Linked DNA regions of Gossypium hirsutum: region 1 is linked to region 2. The links are chromatin contacts, called in public Hi-C maps. All regions are on one chromosome and are shown on one strand. Each heading gives the region's core, a stretch centred on a gene start, on an enhancer-like site or on the middle of the called end of the contact. The rest is flanking DNA. Distances are from core to core; before and after follow the strand shown. Region 1 holds the start of LOC107915274 (protein LONGIFOLIA 1). Region 2 holds the start of LOC107915210 (transcription factor UNE12).

What was found. Hi-C and Micro-C count contacts between places; a contact is called where the count stands out from the background.
Region 1: a Hi-C map of leaf shows a contact between it and region 2, with 2.3 times the contacts expected there. The contact joins the promoter of LOC107915274 here to the promoter of LOC107915210 in region 2. A contact is called at or near these places in 6 of 34 Hi-C or Micro-C datasets (callus, hypocotyl, leaf and 1 more).

Annotation. Positions count from the first base shown.
Region 1 is chrD08:9,213,710-9,218,283 of Gossypium_hirsutum_v2.1, forward strand. It overlaps LOC107915274 (protein LONGIFOLIA 1), which reads right to left and starts at 3,322. Exons shown (of 4, transcript XM_016844445.2): 1 at 2,974-3,322; 2 at 1,597-2,887; 3 at 1,335-1,527. The coding sequence starts at 3,080.
Region 2 is chrD08:9,071,609-9,076,073 of Gossypium_hirsutum_v2.1, forward strand. LOC107915210 (transcription factor UNE12) reads right to left here and starts at 3,096. Exons shown (of 6, transcript XM_016844378.2): 1 at 2,470-3,096; 2 at 1,120-1,239; 3 at 258-323. The coding sequence starts at 2,823.

The sequences.
Region 1 (4,574 bases), core at 2,072-4,571, 140 kb after region 2:
TCAACGTCGATTGAAGGAGGTAAAAGTATTGAATATATATACTTGCTTATCATAGTGTGGATTACTTCTAAAATGAGAAAAATCATTAATATATATCAAGACTTTGCTTCAATGTACAACATCATATGCGAACTTTGATTTTGTGCGATTTTATACATAAAATTTTAGTTTTATTTAATTTTCACAAATCACTAACAACATTATCAAATTAACATAATTTTACATTGATGTATTGCATACACAAACAATTATATTAAACCAATATGAAAAATGAATAAATATATGTATTTCTTTAAGAGTACAATTGAATCAAAATCAAAATTTCATGTACACATATGAACTACAATTCAAGTTTCTTTTGTATAATTATAAAAATTAAAATTTATATATCAAAGTACATATTAAACTAAAGTTCATGTATAAATTTAATATTTATCTCTAATTATAATTAACCTGACTTGATTTCATACCTTATTCACGGGTTAATAGTTAAGAATTTTTATGTACAATCTAATAAATATATTACGACATATTTTAAAAATAATCTTATATTACTCACTTTGTCCTAGTACAATTGTCACAGTTGAATTTTTCTTCAAAATTTTTAAACTTTGACATAAATTACTGTATATATTTTATAAATTAATTCATTGAAAGGCATTACAATATGTATTTTTTTCAAATTTTTATGCATAATATTTTTTTAAAGAATAAAAGGTTAAAGTAAAAATATTTTACCATGTGATAAGTTGAATGGAGAAGAAAGAGTATTTAATTAAGTTAATCTCAAAAAATTAATATTTTTATTTTTCGAAAACTTTTACTATTTAAAAAAGTATATAAATCAAAATAAAATGGGGGCCAAATAAAGTCAATAAGGGTAGGGATTACGACAGTAACAAAGGGCTAATACACTGACAGAAAACAGATGATTAAATGAATGTATGAAGGAAAAAGAGGACCAAATATGTCGTTGCCTTCACTCTCTTTCCAATATGGACTGTAGTCTTTTAACTTCAAACAAAATTAACAGAGGTGGGGACATTTCCACCACTTTCCAAGACTAGCATTAATGGGATGCTCTAACCCACTTGTCAGGCAAAGTTTTACAGCGGTAAGTATATTCTTTTTCTCACTCAGGTAACTTTGGTTTGCAGTAAAAAAGGGAGGATGTTTCAATTACTTTCCCATTTGCGACATCTCCATTCTTCTTCTTTCTTTTTGGTTATTCTAAAATTATTTGCTTTTAATGTGGTCTACCAAATTAATGAAACTATATGAAATCTACACGTAGATAAAGAGATTTACGAATACTCGAAGATTTGTTCTCTTACCTTTGAAATCCATTCTTCGTTTCATCACAGGGGAAGTAGACGAATCATCTTTGTAAAAGGACGCGTCGAGTACCGAAACAGGACTCGGCTGCAACTCAGTTTGAGCTGCGTTCATCTTTGCTATGCTGTGAAGCAACTTATCACACCTTTCCAATAAGCTTCTCCCTTCCTTATATTCCTCCACCTTCAATTTCTGTGCATGCCATTCAAATAAATTAAGGTGATTAACTAACCATTTAGTTAAATAATTGAGCAATTTTACCTCAGCATCAGTTTGAGAAGATGAGCTGGAGCTACTTTCAGAAACAGTTGATGTTTCATCCTCCGCTGGGATAAATACTTTCTCAGCCGTTGATTTTCTGTTTCCCGCTGATCTATTCGCCTGATCTAGTTCGGTTCTTCTCACATTAACTCTAGCAGACTGAACCGGAGACATTCTTCTCTGTTCAACATTGCCATTCCCTCTCTGCGTTTCAATCCTCAAAGGCCTTCTGCTTGGACTCCTGATGCCACTTATTCTGCTTTGGTTCCGTAAGTTCCTTCCAGCATCCGGTCGATCACGTCTTGGACTCGGCGGCGGCGGCTCCAGTTTCGAGTTCCGGCGAGCTCCATTTTTTGATCTGTAAGCCGGAGGAGGTGAATCGTTGCTGCTTCTCCTGATTGGTGATGATCTTTCCGGTCTAATAACAACAATTGGAGATTGTTCATAAACAAAGCTCCTTTTATTCCTTTGGTTTGGAGGTTTCGTAGTATGTAAAAGGCCTTTAAGTTGCAAAGCTTCGAGGATTCGCTTAAGATTCTCGAGATCTTTCGACGGCTCGTCAATTCCTCGGAGCTTAAGCTCTTTCTCAATCTCTCCATTGATGGAAACTGTTTGCTTTGTCTTTGGAAAGAAATCAACTGAATTGTAAAAACGTTTAGTTTGAACCGTTCCTCGAACCGGAGTTTTAACTGGTTCACGTCTCACAGTGCTTGAGCCTTCAGTTCCATTTCTTATTACTTCATCTAGCTCGGCACCATTTTTAGTTACCACATTGCTCGAAATCCCCCCATTTAAATGGATATTAATTCTATCTATAAAACGATACTGAAATAGATCTCTGCCTCTTGCTTCCGACGCGGATCTTCGGAGCTCCGCTCTTTTATTCGGTTCGGGATCTGAATCCGGTAACGGCGCCTCAAGTCCCATGAGCCTTGCGACTACGCTAGGTGAACGTCGTTGTTTGTCGATACCATCCACTCCGTCTTCTTCTCTATTGCTTTCGCATTGGTTGGAAGGTAGAATGGCGGTATTCGTACGGATCTCTCGTGGCTTAAGGCTTCCAGTTGCATTGACCACGGCTCTGCTATCTAGAGAAAGCCTTGGAGCTTCTTTGGAGAATTTCCATGGCGAACTTGCGCCGTCTTCGTTGAATTCGAAAATTGGACGGCCGCGAGGTGACTTGTTCTGGCTCCCCATCGCAATGGAAGGTTCCGGTGACGGCAGCTTCTCTATTATTTTAGATATTGCTAGTGGTGACTCAACGTTCTTCTCTTGCTCCGATGTCATTTCTCTGGACTGAGAAAAAAAACCGTAAGATTACATTTCAGTAGAAGTCCACATGCACATCATAAATAGGGGGAAAAAAAGGAAACCAACCGTCGTGGAAGGGAGGCGCTTAACAGTGTGAAGGCGTTTGCCGGCAAGAATGTGGTGACAATCAAAGATCTGAAAAAAACCAGCCATGCAACCCTTTTGTTTCTCATCTATTTTCTTCTCAATATTTTGCTCTTGCACTATCCCCGCCATCATTCAAAAAAATAAAAAAATCTCCGTTGGAACTCAACAATAATACCTCTTTGAATTACTATGATTCCATTTCTCTCTTCATCTTTTGCAAGTTTCTTGCTGTCACTCTGTGGCTGAGTTTAACCGCAACACAACAGTGCAGCCTTTATATTCGTACTTCATTCTCCCGCTTTTATGGTCTTTAAAAGGGTGGACCACGTTAAGGAACAAAAAGAGCAGTGGTGTGGGGACACATGGCTTCTCTCGTCACTTGTACGCAACTTGACCTTTACTATAAATTCGATGACGTAAAATTTTTATTTTTCAAATAAAATACAATATTAAATGGGTGTATGATAAGAAAATATAAATATTTAAATCTTTGTTTTTGAAAGTACAAACTATTTAATCTAAAACTTATAAACCAAGAAAACAAAAATATAAAAAGTTTGTTGGCACTGACACTGGAACCCGCAGCTTGGCCAATGCTTTCTCCTAACATTTGCTCCCTTATTTTTCGTGCCTTTGAACGACTGACCACCCCCTTCATTGCCTCCATTTTATGTCGATTATACGATTTAAAAACGTTAATAACCATAAAATCATTATTTCCCTTTGAAGGTGCATATGAATCATTTAAAAGCAAGATGAATATGGAAGCCATTAACGTGAATCACGAGAACGTACATTGTAATGACACCTGTAATGTGCACATTTAACTTACAATGTAGATAAAAAAAATATTTATGTGCTATATTTGTTAAAAATTAAAAGTGCAGTCCGTGAGTAGTGGGAAACCAAAAATAAATAAATGTCCAGTTTTCCAGTTTTCAGAATCCAAGCATAACCTTGAGTAGACCAAAAATAAATAAAGATTAAAGAATAAAACATTCGCCACTAGCCACTAGCCACCGCCAGCCGGCTTGCCACAATGGGTGGCCGAGCTGATCCAAAACTTCCAGTATAAGTGGCTGCAGCACTACTAGACGTGCAAGAAGTTGGCAATTTGCAGTTGAGGTATATGGACTTTGATGACCTGGCACGTGGCGAACGCATGAACTGATTGGTTGCACCTTGTTAGAGGATGGATACAGTCACTACAGTTCCAAAAGGAATCAAAGTGGATGGCCAGCTGCCACCTTTGAAAATGAAGGGCGTTAAGGAATCTGTTTCCTCCATTGGTTGTTGCACTTGCCCTTTATTTTATGCCACTTAAAGATTCCTTTTCTTTGTTTTTTTTAAAGAAGAAAATTTAAGAACTTACTTTAAACTTAAGATTATAACTTATCGAATTTGAGTTTTAACAGTAACGAAATCATTAATGCCTCAATCAACAACTAGTTGATTTTCATGAAATTTTATTACTACCTTACGTGTTTTTTCTTTAAATAAAGTTTAATAAAGAAATTTTTAAAATGTCATCTATTTCGTAATCGATTGAATTTTCAATAATGAAAGGTTTTGGTCTTATG
Region 2 (4,465 bases), core at 1,846-4,345:
GCCTTCACGTTTAAAGGTTAGTCATAAAACTATTGCAACGTTGGACAAGAAGATTGTGCAGATCAGCGATTAGGGGCTGATAAGATAAGTGACAAATGGCATTAATAGATCCCTGCTGTCAGTAGGAGCGAGCTCCTTGCAATGTTAGTTTAAAGAATAACCAGTTAATAGTAATATCTGACCATTCCAGAAAAACATACTGGAATATGCAAGTCATTTCACAACTTAACTTACGAAGTGATAAAAAAAGGACTCACCTTGTTGACACTAGGAACAAGTTCCTGCAATGCCCTGATTCTTTCAGTAATTCTCTCCCTGCGCAACTGTAGCAAAGGAGAAAATTGAATGACTCAGAATGTTAACACAGTTGCAACATAGTTCAACAGCTACTCCCTTTATCCTACTCTTCACAACAACAACAACCAAACTCACCCACCCATCTTCCTGTTCATCTATGTTTTCTCTTTTCCCATCTTCTCTTTTTTTTGGGATTTACAACTTTTGACTTTTATCTTTATTATCTTCTCTTTTTTCTTTTTGGATTTCTAGCATCTAGCCGAAAAACAATATTTGACAGAAAAATTAATTGAAACCAGCATTGAGCAACCTCTGCTGTGAAGTGTCCACATTATTATTTGTCATGTTTGACACAGATCCTATACTGTGTTGAGGATTGTGTCATGCCGACACAGATACTCCTCCACTTTTGAAGGGTCCAAGTATCAGAGAGGTGGCAACCAAGTGCAGCTTTATGAGCTGCTAGATCCCCTCCTAAAAGATGATTACATGGGGTCTATATGTTTTCGTATTTCTATATATTCTTGCCTTTTCTAGATATGCACAAGAGGCAGTATAGTACTTTTTAACTTATTATAGTCCATAGCTCTTTTTGAAAGAAAAAAAAAAGATTCTTCTCAATTAGATGACGATCTACATTGCACGAACCAGTCACAATCAATTCAATTTATCAGATTTCTATCTTTTCAAATTTTTCCTTGCTAAGAAACTTACTCATGCATTTTGACTCTAGACCAGAAACACAAATCTGGATTACTGACATTCAATAAATTAAACTTATTCCCATGTTTGGCATGGTTATTTATAATAAATTAAGGATACCCGTTCAGCAATGCTGTGAGGATCCGTGGCCTGTCCTCGTCTAGCGCGCACCCTTGGACGCATTGTCGGTGGATGTGGTGCTGCAGAAACAGTTGCTTGCATAGGTTGGCCATGGAAAACCTGGAAAGTTATATAAGTCACATCATCAATGATGCAAATTTATAGATAAGATAGAACTAACTTCAATACCATTTTCTTTCCCGCCAACCCATAACAAGGAAAGAACGGTGAATGGAGAAAAATCACTTAGTCCATAATTGTTTTGATTTTATATAAAAGCAAGTTTTAGGAATCAAAGCATACAGCAATGGACAAACAACAGAAATCTTGCCAGATTTGGACTTTTAGAGTCTTAAACTTTTGCAGAACACTTCCCATACAATTTGTTGAATAACCTGACGGCATAAATAACCAAATACAAAAGCAATTACTCAAGTTGATAGAATGTCTTGACCACGGCTGAGACAGTGATACTTTAAAAACTATAGTAAATCAACAAATGAGAACACAGATCCATCTTTCTTCTGTCATAATTTTAACTTTCATACATATTTTATGATAATACCAAGAGAATGTTCTGAAATTTGACATCTTCCACCAATAACTTGACTCATATGATGTTGACAATTTTTGGAAGCTATGAACATGAAACCTACTAGACATTAAACCAGTTTCTCCTGGTAGATGGGGCCATTAAACAAAGACCGGTTTACTTAACTACAAATCAAGGAATCAACTACTAGTAATTTTACAGAAGATTTTTATTTCACTACTATGACCCTAGCTTTCAAGTTCCAAATACATGCCCTTTAATTCTTGAAAAAAAAAATTAACTTGTGAAGCACAACTCTTGTTTAATTTTGGATTCAGGTTTACAGCAAATCAGCAGTTGAATGGTCTTCAATGATTGAATAATCTTACTCTGCCAGTTAGTTTATGACTTAAGCAACTCTAAGACATTGATGTACTGTATCCTTTGTCAAATATCAAAACTTGGCATCCCACAATAGTAACTCCCACCAAACCCTGTCATGTCTTCCCTTGTCTTCTCTGCTATCAGACAGAAACAGGCATGGGATAGTAACATGATAAAAGATCAAACAGACAAATATGCTGTCACCCCAAGTTTGACAATCTAAAACTTAAAATAATCCAAAAAGGACAAATGAACATACTCCATTTACAGAGGAGAAAATTGACAATTATTAAAGATAATTATATTTAGTTATCAGCACCATAAAACCTAGCTTCTAAGTCAAGCTCCTGAAAGGAAATTCATATATAAAAAAGGGGAAAAAACTTTTAGAGGGAAAAAGAATTTTTTAAGTGATAAAGTACTATTTTTCTTACATTTTTTACAGAAGAAGCCCGGTCATCAACGACCCCGTTCCGAAACCGCTTCCCACTACCGGAAGCTTCCTCGGGTTTCAAAAACCCGCCTTTCCCTTGCTCCAAGCTCAAGCCCAAGGGGAAAACCTGCCCATGAAACGCACCGCCTCCACCGCCGCCGATTCCGCCGATATGAGCGGCGCCATCACCGGAGCTGAGCTGCAAAAACATTGGAGCTCCAGCTCCAGGAGCGGTTGCAGCCAATCCAGCGTCGGATCCAGCTAAGCCCGTTTCAGAGGGCGCAAAGTTAGGGAGGCCGAGGATTTGCTCGAGGAAATCATCGGCGGCGGGGGCCTCGTTGGTGTTATTAGCCATGAGAAAGCCGAAAAAAAGATAGCAGCGGAAAGTGAGTCCAAGTAGCGGCGTTAGAGACTAACCAAAGAGCATCTACATGCAAAGGAAATGGCGAAACTGAATTGAACCAAAAAAAAATATAATATAAAAGCAAAATAGAAAGTTTGGAGTTTTGGCTTTCCTCTTCCTTTTTTTTCTTCAGCTCTGGGAGAGAATCAGAAAAAGACAAATATATACAAAGAAAAAGAGGGAAGTAAAAAGGAGAGTGCTTTTATATTATTTTTCTTTTCCTCTCTTTGAATCGTGGTTAAAAGCATAACGCTTTTTGTAATAGGGCTTCGAGTTTCACCCAAATTACGTGGCAACCCTTTTTTCTCTCTCTGGTAAATCAAATGCTTTAACTGAGATTGAATAGAGGTGTGACATATTTAGCTTATTTTTTTTCCCACGCTACAGTATTGTTATAGTATTTAATTTCACTATCATTACTATTTTTATATTAAATACAGGTAAACGCATCGTTCATCCAAACTTATCCTACATAACATCATCATAATGTCTTGTTTGAATTTTGAATTTTGAATTTTGAATTTTTTATCATTCTAAGATTTTAAAATAAAAAAATGTCTTTAAAATATTTTATATTTTAAATACTAATAATAAATTAATATAAATAAAATATTAAAAATTAAAACAATTTTATGAACGAAATTCTTGAAAAAATAAAAAGAAATTTAATTTTAGTTTATTTATCTATTAGCACAATTTTATCCAATGTAGAACTATTTATTGTATCACCAAAAAAGGATGTAGTTTTTTTTTAAATTTAAATAGTATCCATCATGGGATTTAAAATTAGATAAAATTGGTGGTTTTAAAAATTAATTCAACAATCGATTTGTAGTATATTTATTGGAATAGAGTGGTTTTGAAGAGAGAAGAGAAAACATATCACGCGTTTTCATCCTATGGTCAAATTCTCCAACGATCGAATTTTCAACGGCCATAAAAAAAACAGTTAATTTTTATTTCTATATAAACCCAAATCTTTGCCTTTTTTTTCTAGCTAAAAACAATTAATAAATTAAACTCTTAAATTACTTTGCATATAAATATTTTTAAATACATCATTTAAAAATAATAATTGAAATAATCAATAAAATAATATCTACTTATTTCTTGGATCCTAGATCAGCTTCTAACATATTAAATATCATAAAAAATCATTCCCTTTAAGATATTATTCTAGAAACTAAAAAAAATTAAAGCAAAAAATATTATAAACACTAATAAGAATATTAATCATTAAATTTGTATAATTATTATTATTATTAAAATTATAAAAGAATTTCAATTTAACTAACTTAATTTTTAAACCATAATCAGTTTTAAATGATTTAATAAATTTCATTTATTCATTTTTTATTACCATTATCAAATTCTCAACAAAATTTTATATATAAATAAAAAATAAAAATAAATGTTATATTTAATAATAATATTGTTATTACACTTTGCTTACACTTATAGAACTAAAAAAATCATTAATTAAATTCTTGAAAATATTATAATTTTTGAAAATAAAAATTTAAGTTTAAACAATAAATTTAAATATATAAAATGATACTCAATTAGAATATCAAATTCCTTTTTGTATGAGTAA